Regions from separate parts of the Ovis aries genome. Here region 1 is linked to region 2. Evidence: chromatin contacts called from public Hi-C data. All regions are on one chromosome and are shown on one strand. The core of a region is the stretch at or near the end of the contact, and the rest is flanking DNA. Distances in the headings are between cores, read along the strand shown. Region 1 holds the start of CALML6 (calmodulin like 6). Region 2 overlaps GNB1 (G protein subunit beta 1).

Region 1 (2,937 bases), core at 160-2,659, 48 kb after region 2:
TGTTCGGGGGCAGGCATGGGGGAGGGAGATGACATCTGACCCCTGCAGGGCCATCCAGGCCCCCGGAGCCTCAGCCCTACGGTCCTCAGCAGAGGGCTCTTCATCCTGAGGATGCGGCTCTCCTCCCTTTAGGAGGGCCTTTGGGGCCTGAGGGCTGTTTGTCAAGAATCCTGTCCCTGAGGCCAGCCCACTGGTCACCTGGGAGGTGATGCAAGCTGTGCCTGCAAGGGGCAATGAGAGGCAGGTGTGAGGCCAGGGACCCTGGAGCTTGGCAGAGTCCCAGGGAGGTGGTCTTGGAGGCTGGCAGGCATGGGACCCAGGGAGAAGAAAGAGGAAGTGGTGGGCTGGGACCCCAGGCCGTAGGAGTGAAGGCTAAGCATGGAGCACATGCTGGCCCCCTGGGCTGGCCCTCCTGGGGCGGCCAGGCCTGCAGGCACTGGGTGTTTTGGAAACCAGCAGGCCTGCATGGCACATCGGGGGTGGTAGCGCTGCCTGGAGCCAGGGCCCTGGAGCTCTCGCAGTGACGTCCATCTGGGACCTGCCAGGCTCCTGCCATGTTCCCCTGGGCAGATGCCTGGTGCTCATGCCCAGGCCTGCTCTGGGGTGCCAGGGGGTGGCTCAGCCTGAGGATCACTTCTAAGGACTTGCCTGTCTTGTCCTATTGTCCCTACAGGAGCCCCTGGTGGCCATAGGGGTAAGGCCTTGCATTGGGTGGACACTCCCTCTGAGACAGACCATGGAGATGAAGCCCCAGAGAGAATGCAAGTGCAAGGGGTGGTGGGTCATCCCCATTGGGCACCACCAGGGGCACTGCTGAGGACAGGGCCATGCAAGCCTCACCCTTGGCGGGGGGGACCCTTGTCTGCCAAGGCTGATGGGTGCTGCCCTCATGGGTGTTGCCCCAGGCTCTGTGGGCAACAGCATCAGCATCCCCTCCGTGTGGGACAGACCTCCAGGCTCCTGCTGCCCTCTGGCCGCTGGGCCCCCTGGAACCAGAGTGGTCTGAGGCTCTTTCCATTGACTTAAGAGGACAAGGAAGAGCCCTCAGAACGTTGGAGCGCCCTGAGCCCTCAGGGGAGAGGACACAGGGCTGTCAAGGTTAGCTGGGAGCCCCCGGAGCCTGGGGAAAGCAGAGGCCGGCCACACCGGGTCACCTGGTGGCTGAGCTGAGCAGTGGGCCCCAGCTCCCGAGCACGGCTTGGCTAGGCTCTCTGGACCACACGGTCCAGGGCCCACCCCCTGCCCTTGAGTAAAGGTGGTGAGCGGTGGCTCCATTTCTGCAGTCGGCACTCTGACCTCCCCCCTCCCCCGACCTGCCACAAGCTGGGTTGTACTTATGCCTGTCTTTGTGCTCACAATTGAGGGAATCGAAGAATGAGTCTTCGAGTGCAGGGTTTTGAAAGGAGGGATGGAGAGAGGCCGGCCGGAGGCCGGGCAAGGCGACCCCGCCCAGCTCCAAACCCAGGAGGGCCGCCCTCAAACGCCGGTGCCCGCCCAGCGGCACGCCCAGTCCAGGCTTCGCGCGGCTCGCGAGCGCCGCCTGGTGCACACGCGCGGAGTGGACGCCCCAGGCGCAGCTTCCGGGCCGGGGATGGGGCGGGTCCGGTGGAAGGGCCGGGGCGGGGCCTAGTGGAGGAACGAGGGGCGGGGCGGAGCCGAGTGTCGGGGGCGGGGCCGGGAGAGGGGCCCGGGCGGGGCCGAGGACCGGGCAACTACAGGGAGGAGTGTCGGGAGCGGGCTTGAGCGACTCTCCTCCGGACTCCGCCCTCCAGAGTGGGCTGGTGGTTTAGCATTTCCCACGAAGAACTCGGGAGGGCCACTTAACCTGTTTCCAGATCCGCCTGTGATTTTGCTAAAACCGTCCTTAGTTTTCGGGGCTATTATCTCTCAGCGCGCCCCTCCCGCTCTTCGCGGAAACAAGCCCTTTCAGCTCTTAACGGTTTCCTGTGTTTCTGTTTTGTTTCGGTATTTTTTGGCCGCTCCCTGGACTTGTGGGATCTTAGTTCCCCGACCAGGGATCGAACCCTCATCTCCTGCAGTGGAAGAACAGAGTCTTATTAACTGCCCAACCACCAGAGAATTTCCTCCTCTGGTCTTAGAAATTGGTGGAGGGACTTCCCTGGTGGTCCAGTGCCTAAGACTCCAAGCTCCCAATGCAGGGGGCCCCGGTTCAATCTCTGGTCAGGGAACTAGAACCCACATGCCATAACCAAGAGTTCGCATGCTGCAACTAAAACGGTCCCGAATGCCGCAAAAAAGACCCAGTGCAGCCAAATAAATAAATATTTTTTAAAAGATAATGGGTGGAAATCGGCAGTCAGAGAAGGTGGTCAGTTTGAGACTGATCTTTAGTGCTGTGATTTCTTTGTGGATCAACAAATGATGGAATTTTAGAGCAAAGCAGGGTTTCCAGGAAAGGATGTCTTGAGGTTATGACCCCAGACCCATCCAGAGTGTGGAGTGCTGGGCGCAGAGGGGCTCGGGCTCCTGGGACACGCCCAGCAGAGAGGGTGCTAGGAGGCCCCGGGGGCTGGCCTTTCATTAGACTGTGTCTGTGGACAGGGAGCATCTGGACTTTTTATCCAGGTAGGCAATCGCCACTTAAAAGGCGATTGTTTTAAATGGAATAATGCTGCTATGAATATGGGTATGCAAATACCTTTGAGACCCTGCTTTTGATTCTTGGGGGAAAAGGCCCAGAAATGGAATTGCTGCATCACGTGGAGCTTCTATGTTTACTTTTCTTTGGAGGCACCTCTGTAGGACCTTCCACCATTCTACATTCCCACCAGCTGTGCTCAAGGGTTCCAGTTTCTCTATGTCCTCACCAACACTGTCTTGTTTTCTGGTTTTTGATAGTAGCAGTCCTGATGGTGTGAAGTGCTATCTGGCTGTGCTGTTAATTTGTGCTCCCTGATGATCAGGGATGTTGAGCAT
Region 2 (3,193 bases), core at 471-2,970:
AGTAGAAGTTTAGACCGGTAAGACCACTGTTTTCTGTAGTCAGCATTTAATTCTTTATACTTCCCTATAAGCACTGCTTTCACTATGCTCCACAAATGCTGGTATGCTCTGTTTTCGCTTTCATTCAAATTAAAATATTTTCAAGTTTCCCTTATGATGTAATCTTTGTTGAATTTACAAATATTTGGGGACCTTCCAGACAGTGTTCTGTTACTGGTTGCTAGTTTAACTCCACTGTAAAGCCCCTGACAGCTCCAACCACTGGGTCCTTTCCGAGTCTGATCAGCCTGTAGAACACTAGCAGCCACACGTCGCAGTGACATGCTACAGGGACGTGTCTGGAGTCTCATGTCCACACCATCATTCTTGAGCAGTGTGAAAATGAAAGAACGTGCTGGGCTGCCATTCCCACCATCACAGTCTGGGGTGAGCCAGCTCCGTGTGAAGGTGCAAGGGGTGCCCAGGAATGGCTGTGATGCTCCAACCAGAAACAGATCTGGCTGCCAAATAAAAAACCTCTAACCATATTCAGTTAGTTTTTAAATTATCCTGTATTTTCTTGCATTCATTAAAAAAGTCACACTTCATTGTGGTTTCCCCATGTTACAATAAATCTCTTGGGGAAAAGTTATGAGGAAAAGTACTTATTTTTTGCAGAAGGGTGGCAACCTGTCCAATATGACCTGCAGAATTCCAACTTTCTCCCAAATTAGGTCTGCCCAGGAGAATAGCTCTAATGTTTGCAATGCAAGAGTAACTTTACCATCAAGCACAGCAGTAACTACTGAACATGTAACACATTCTTGGAGGACGAGCTATGGAAATATATAGCCAGAAATGAATAAAAACAGCAATATGCTTGGAGCACAACTATACCACCACCTCTTCCTGGCATTGATCATTTCCTCCTGGAACTATCTCAATCTCCAGGCGGAAAAGACGCACCATGGGCCAAGCATAACGAAAGAAAAGACACTGTTATCAAGATACATCGTATTTCAGAACACCAAAGGCAGGACCCTCAAAGTTTCCACATAGAACAAACTGGTGCTACACAGGATCAAGAGTTGGCAGCATCTTACTTCCCAACAGCAACACTGGAAACTGGGAGAAAACAGTGCTGTCCTGAACTAACTCCAAGCAAAAATCATACACTCAAAGTCCAGGAAGACTCTGGAGGACATTTTCCCCCAAAAGTGGAAAAAAGTGGAAAAAGTGAGAAAGATGTCACAATTGGAACTCAGGAGATCCAGAGGAGACACAATCTTCTCCCCCATCCTCTTCCGGCCTCATGTTCGGGGGGTTGAATGTGCTCTGTCACAGTGACATCCGGAAGGGCTGACCCCCAGGCATGCACGTGGGTCTCAGGAACCACTCTAAGCACCACATCTGCAGTGTACCCTTTATGTTATGGACAACTGATATAGAGTCTACGCCCCCAAACTAGATTTCTAATTATGTCTGCGAAAAAGATATAGATCAAAAGGTTAATCAACCATAAAATTTATCAAATAACTATTATGTACCCAATGCTATGTTGCTAAGTACTTTACAGCCATCCGATTAACTCCTCAGCAACGCAACGGGTGCGTACTGCTATCATCCTTCCTTGGCATTTCAATTCCACAAAATTACAGAAAAGATACCTAAGGCAGAGGAAGGTCAGTAACTGGGCTCAAAGCTGCACTAAGACCAAGTGGCAGAGCTGGTGTGACACCCGGCAACTGGATTTGAGCCCAGGGGCTTACCCTGACGCAATACTTACTGCCATTTAAAAACAAGTCTGTGTGCAATTTTTAAAAGAAAATCAGATAAAAAATTAAATGTGTTCCTCTGCTCAGAATGTCCTTGCCCTCTCTTCCCCTCTGCCAGGAAACAGTACTCGACCTCGAGACAGAGCTGATCACACACACCCCCGACCACCATGCTACCCAGCCACCTGGCTTGTCCAGTTCTCTGACCACTGTCGCGCTGACCCCAAGAGGCAGTACCTTGGATGGTGCCAAGCCTTCATGGCTGCTCTGAAGGGAAGGGGCCTGTCAGGTTACAAACCGATTTCCTAAGAGCTGCCCCAACTGCTCCTCTTCCAAAACCTGGTCTCAGGACTGTCCCACGCTCCCCCTCACCCCAGTCAGAGCTGACCACACCAAGGACAAGCACCCTCCGGCCAACGTCAGACAAAACTGTGTCCCCTGATGCTGTGGAAATAGAGGCAACGAGTGGGACATGAACCTGAGGCCTGTGGCAACCCACCCACCACAGCTTGGACTAAGCAGCAAAAAGAAGAGGATCACGGACACATGGGAGGGGCGCACTCCCCACGGTTCCTGTCCCATCCCAGGGCTTCTGCATTCCAGACTTATAAAGTGATAGCAAGTCAGGCCATGATCTCTTTCCTCATTTCATGGCTTCACCAAAAGTGTCTCCGAAATTCCCACCTGTCTTAATTCCAATCACATAACCCATGCCTCCCACCTGGGTAATGGCAACCGCAGACCTTGCTCCCCTTATTTGACTTGTGTGAGCAACACCTGGCATGCCAGTCACCTCCTGCTCCCTGAACACCAGGTGAGGGGACCCTGCTCTCCTGCTGCCCCCCTCCCTGCTGCGCCCCTTCCTGGCTGCACCCCAGGTCCTGCACTCTCAGGCTCAATCTCATCACAATCACAGGCTTGCCTTTCCAAACCCCATGACAGTCCATTCCCCACCCTCATCAACACAGAAAACCCTGCCCCAAGCTGCCACCCAATCCCACCAATCTCCCTTTCTCCCACCCTGGACTCACTCCCACTGCTGGCCTCCTTCCAGCTCACAGTCTTCATGGAGCCTACTATTAACTCACTCCCCAGCCATCTCTTTTCCTCTCCAACCATCTTATTCATCATCACCTGATTTAACTTTCTAAAGGAGAGCTCTGCCATCTGACTTCTCCTATGGAAGAAAGTTGAAAGGGCTCGTACCTTTCAAGGTGCTTGTAACCACCACACATCCGGGCACCTTCCCCAGGACTCAGATTAACTGTGTCTGAGGATGGCGAAATACATGGACTACAAACGCTCCAGGTGAACTTGGGTCTCTCTGCCAGATCTGAACCATGATCCTGCCCATTAGTCCCTCACAAAGAAATCTGAGAAACATGAGTGTATTCTTCCCTTGAAGAGTTAGAGACAAATTTTAACAAGTAAGATATTCC

The links. A called contact is a pair of places that touch in the nucleus more often than the background predicts.
Region 1: a Hi-C map of liver shows a contact between it and region 2, with 3 times the contacts expected there. The contact joins the promoter of CALML6 here to the enhancer-like site in region 2. A contact is called at or near these places in 12 of 16 Hi-C or Micro-C datasets (blood, hypothalamus, liver and 6 more).

The regions. Positions count from the first base shown.
Region 1 is chr12:50,145,192-50,148,128 of ARS-UI_Ramb_v3.0, reverse strand. CALML6 (calmodulin like 6) reads left to right here and starts at 1,409. Exons shown (of 6, transcript XM_042229329.1): 1 at 1,409-1,571. The coding sequence starts at 1,409.
Region 2 is chr12:50,192,953-50,196,145 of ARS-UI_Ramb_v3.0, reverse strand. All of the region lies in intron 1 of GNB1 (G protein subunit beta 1), which reads right to left. Among named protein-coding and RNA genes, the nearest start is that of GNB1, 36 kb to the right of the region's middle. Within about 2 kb of position 1,720, at least 2 of the 54 cell types and tissues checked have an H3K27ac peak or open chromatin away from gene starts, as enhancers often do. A contact at or near this core is called in liver, where this site is marked.